Regions from separate parts of the Gossypium arboreum genome. Here region 2 is linked to region 1. A link is a contact called in public Hi-C data. All regions are on one chromosome and are shown on one strand. Each heading gives the region's core, a stretch centred on a gene start, on an enhancer-like site or on the middle of the called end of the contact. The rest is flanking DNA. Distances are from core to core; before and after follow the strand shown. Region 1 holds the start of LOC108458472 (serine/threonine-protein phosphatase PP2A catalytic subunit). Region 2 holds the start of LOC108460937 (serine/arginine-rich SC35-like splicing factor SCL33).

Region 1 (2,619 bases), core at 48-2,547:
AGTGATTTTAGCATCCAGCCAGAAATCCCTGACTCATCAATGTTTGTAAAATATCTTTTGTTCGTTATATGTCATATACCTATCCTGAGTCGGTTTGTGTATTATATGATCAAGTCACATTAGGAGTTAGAATGATGAATTAGAAATGGTTAAATGGTTGGATTGTATTGATGAACTAGGCAATTAAATGCTTTGTATGAGAAGATGAAATACTTGTGTTCATACTCAATTGTATATGTCCATTTGGTAATGTTTTGAAGTTCATGATTATCAAATATGAACTTGAATGATTATAAATTACAAATGATCATGTTAATAATGAAACATGTTGGAAATGTATGTTTGAAATGACATTTTGGTTGAAATGAAAATTAGTATTGATGGAAATGAATGATTAGGTGAAACAGGTTGGTGCCATTTTGGCCATTTTTAAAGTAGACGGTCACGTCGTGACGTAGAGCATTTATTATCGCGATGAGATCAAGTCAGTATGTTGCGTCGCGAAGAGGTACCCTGAAGTTGCAACATCAACCTGAAATTTTGAAAATATTACAATTTGATTCTATTCGATATCGGGTTAACAATAAAGCTTTCAAAAGCTCGTATAAGATTCAAAAATGATTACGTATTGTATTATACATATGTTTTACTTATATTTGAATCTTTAATTATTTTAAATCAAATATCATTTTATCGTAGTTACTCTGGTAACGAATGTGGCACCTTGTAACTTGGACCCGATGATTGGGTCAAGTATCGAGGTGTTACAATCACAAAATATATACAAATACTCAAAGAAAACTCATATAAACATGTTTAAAATGGAAAACACTAAGGGACTTGTGAGGAGAAGCATAAAATTCATTAATGTGCCAAGATACCAAGAGATAAAAAAAAATATGGCATATTAGAAATTTTGGTAAAGTCCTAGAAATTTTTGAGTAACTTTAGAAATTTCAATAATTTATTAGAAATTTTGGTAACGACTTAGAAGTTTTTGTAAATCCTTAAAAATTTTGGAATTTCCTTGTAAATTTTGGTAACCAAAATTTGAATTTATACAAAATTAATTTCCAACCCTAAATAATTTTAATTACAAAGTAAATTTATTATTATATATTATTTTTCATGTCATCTTATTTTAATGCATTAAGAAAATATATTTAAATATGTGATATAAACCAAATTCCATTACCAATCTGGATAAAATAAGAACTTAGATACTAATTTGAAAATTGGAACAAAATATAGATACTAAAAATATAATATCCCTTTATACTTTTCTTTTCCCGTTAGCATTTGAAGGGAGCTTAAGAAAATCTCATTCTGAGGAGCGCTCCCCGGAACGTGTGGTGAAGTGGCTTTATAACAGTTTAGTAGTGTGACGTGGCTTTATAACACTCACACTGTTCACGCTCCACTCTCTGTGTCAGTTCACGCGCCCTTACATTTCATTTCGTCTTCGTGATAGAAGCAAGAGAGCCAGGAAAAGAGTGAAAAGGAGATAAAAAAAGAAAGTTAAAACAAAAAGAAAAAAGAAAATTCTCAATCCAAAATAGGGTTAGGGTTATCCCTGATCCGGATAACGATTTCCACGCTCGAGTCTTCCAACTGAAAAATTAAACATGGGCGCCAATTCGTCACCAACAGACTTGACCACCGATCTCGATGAGCAGATCTCGCAGCTCATGCAGTGTAAGCCACTTTCGGAGCAGCAGGTACCTTAAATTTTTCTCTATCTGTTTGTTTCCAAGAAAGTGCCAAAATTTACCAGGAATTAATCCAATAATATATTTTTTAAAATTTGTGAATAATCGATTAGGCTCTGATTTGTGAATAGTGTTTATTGCAATATTTACAGCTAATTCTCTCTTTTTTTTTTCTGTTTAAATTTCAATTCAGAGTTATGAACAAAAACTGCAGCTTCTTTTTCTTCTTCTTTAAAGCAGGGAAAGAAAATGATTTATTTTTATTTGATATAGGTAATTTCAACATAACTCGGGGTATTTGCTCGGAATAAGTGTTGTGGGTTTAAATTTTAAACTTGTTGCTCCTGGAGTTTTCTTTGTTTCATCTTATTTGTGTTGTTTTAATTTGGGTCAATGGAAGCTTGTCTTTGTCTGTCTTGTGTTGTGGAATATAACTTTTAATAACTATTTTTTTCTCATAATGTATTGTTTAGGTCAGAGCATTATGTGATAAGGCAAAGGAAATACTGATGAAAGAAAGCAATGTCCAGGTTTATTATCTTAGTCTGGCTTGTGTTTCAGGCATCTATGTCTATATTTGTTTATTTATTGGCGTATTTTGGAGATGTTGAGATTGCTCCTCCGTAAACTGGGAAAGCATTGATTTTTGTTTTAACAGCCTGTGAGAAGCCCGGTGACAATTTGTGGTGACATCCATGGGCAGTTTCATGATCTTGCAGAACTTTTTCGAATTGGAGGGAAGGTACTTGTTCTGACTTTGACTGTTGATTTTTGTATTCAGTTCTGTTTCAGCGGGGAATGTGTAAAATAATTAGTTCAGACCTCAATGTTTTGAAGTTGGAGCTCTCCAGAGGTATCTTGATTGATCATATTTGTAATGCGAATATTTTTAATTTATGCTCTTTTGCAT
Region 2 (2,619 bases), core at 65-2,564, 180 kb after region 1:
AAAAAACATCCAAATTCCCATAAACCAATGGACATAATAAAGAAACAACCCCATCACCCAAACACTCATATGAGACAGGATGAAGACACACAAGTTGACACCATCAGACACAAATACACACTGATTTACCATTTGTCAGTTACCTATAAGGATTATACTTACCCAGTATAATAATCCCGAGGCAGGTAGACGTCCTTGAGGCGACCAAATTGCCCAAAAGGTCCACGCAGATCTTCTGGCCTGCAAATGAGACATAATTAGAAATTGGCTCTACAAGAAAAGTTTGATGAGACTAAAATTTTTTACTTGTATCAAGACGATCATGTTTATTTTAAACAAAAGAACAAAGATGTACACTAGGTTTGGATTGGTGAGCAAGGAAAACAAATCACAGCATAAATGTAACACCTTTAGTTCTCCTCAAAAACCTTCGCTCTTACTTATCCCTAGAATTTATTTTAAAACAAAACCATGAGAGCATTAGGGTATTGGATTTGAGGAAATTGACAGTCTGACGCCGATAAATACGAGGGGATGGTACAAACCTGCAGTCATGGCGAAGGTTCCGAACCAGAAGACTGGTGGGAAGATCTCTACCACGACCGCCATAGCGACCCCTAGGGCTAGGGCTACGATGCCGCCTCCTTCCATAATCCCTTGGTGGCGAGGGACTGTAACTGTAACTTCTACCCCGCATCTGCAACAAACCTAAGGCATTTAATACTCACAGAATTGCTTTTAACCAAGATTAAACTGGAAAATTTTCGAGCATGGAATTCAAAGTAAAAAGAACAAAAGAGAGAAACCGGGCGATTCCATGCACAGTGCAATAAAAAACAAAAGAAACGATTAAAAGGAGCCTGAAATTACCAAAATCCTGTTTTCTCTTGAACTTAGAATCAATCCCAGTCCCAACCTAACTTTTCTCCCAATAAAATATTTCTATAAAATAGAAATTAAAAATAAAAATATCTGGGAACTACAAGGAACATAAATTACAAAATACATGCAAAAGAAAACAAAGCCTTCACCAAGAGATTTACGAAAAAAATGAAAGAAGATGATACAAAAAAAAGAAAAAGAAAAAAAAGACGTAGAATGAATTAAGAACATACAGTTACGAAATCGCAGACGAAGAAAATCCCAACCTTCTTTGATGCTTTTCTCTTTCCTTTGGCGTTTGGTTGTTAATCACGGGGTACTTTAGATTTTCACCGACCTTCTAAATTGGAACTCCAGAAGCTTCCAGTTACTTTCTGAGGCCTCTCTCCCTGCAACACAAACCGCCCACGTGTATTCAAAAAAGAAAATCAACGGTCGGACGCCATTTAAGTTAGTTTGATCGGGTCTATCATGAATCTTTGATCCAACGACAATTTAGCCGAGGCCTAAAGGCCTTTTTTTTCTAAGGCCTGCTTAAATCATGTATATAATATATATACATTTTATAATTAGGTTTAATTTGGTAGAAGAACATGCCTGATATCGAGGATGGCATTTTTTGGAATCCAATCAGATGAAGTTGGTGGGATGTATACTTACTTATTTTTATTTATATGTTTATAATTCCGTATGTTTTATAGATTCTTGATAATTAAGTCCAATTTCATATTTTTATTTTCTTTTGATCATTTCAATATTCGAACTTGATAATTAGATTTAATTTTTTTAAACTTTGATTTTGTAAAAGTATGGTAATGTAATACTTTAAAATTGTACCATGTTATCACTTAAAATTTTTTAAAAAATTATTCTTTTATTTTCAAACTATATATTTTAAAATTTTTAAGTTATGATATGACACAATCTCATGATGATAAATCACCATACTTCTACGTAATCCAAATTTAGTTACAAAGTGGACCAAAACGGTGCAAATACTAATATAAACCTAATTATCAAGTTTAGAGATAAAAAATTACATTAACTCCTTTTTTTTATAACAGTATAATAGAAGTTCATGGCCAACTAACAACAACCTAGTTTCAATGACACTCTTAGCCATTCTATTCGAGATTAGATTATCAATGAAGTTGAAAAGACTTTTGAAAATTAAGATTGAAAATTATTTTTGAAAAGATAAAATGTTTATTTTAAATATTATGTTGTAAAAAAGTGTTTAAATGATGTTTGAACTTGTTAATATTATAATTGTGGAATATATATAATCTTAAATTATACTAAAAATATTAAAATTTAATATTAAATAATTAATATCATGGAATATATCAAATCAAATTATAATAAAAAATTACAATTGATTTCAATGTGAAATATTCTTATTTCCACATTTATTATTATTGTTGTGTTATGGTATGTTATTATTATGTTGATATTAATAAATATTTAATTTCAAATACAGTTCAAACACAATAAAATAATGAATAAAGTACACTAATTATCACTAAACTTTGATTAAATTTATATTTTAGTTACTCAACTTTCAAAATTTACAAAGTTGTAATTAATATTATTAAGAAATGACTTGCGTGTCTTTTGTATTTATTTTATTTCCATCTTTTTTTTTCTTTTCCCTTTTTTCCTTCTTCATCCTGTTCTTCCCCAAATGAAACCTTAGTCATCGCCTCTCGTTGGCTGTTGGAACCAAAACTTAACATG

What was found. Hi-C and Micro-C count contacts between places; a contact is called where the count stands out from the background.
Region 2: a Hi-C map of leaf shows a contact between it and region 1, with 1.6 times the contacts expected there. The contact joins the promoter of LOC108460937 here to the promoter of LOC108458472 in region 1. A contact is called at or near these places in 2 of 5 Hi-C or Micro-C datasets (both in leaf).

What each region holds. Positions count from the first base shown.
Region 1 is chr4:37,381,843-37,384,461 of ASM2569848v2, forward strand. LOC108458472 (serine/threonine-protein phosphatase PP2A catalytic subunit) reads left to right here and starts at 1,298. Exons shown (of 12, transcript XM_053027143.1): 1 at 1,298-1,718; 2 at 1,903-1,982; 3 at 2,183-2,239; 4 at 2,368-2,451. The coding sequence starts at 2,219.
Region 2 is chr4:37,559,127-37,561,745 of ASM2569848v2, forward strand. It overlaps LOC108460937 (serine/arginine-rich SC35-like splicing factor SCL33), which reads right to left and starts at 1,315. Exons shown (of 6, transcript XM_053027144.1): 1 at 1,116-1,315; 2 at 546-708; 3 at 163-240. The coding sequence starts at 697.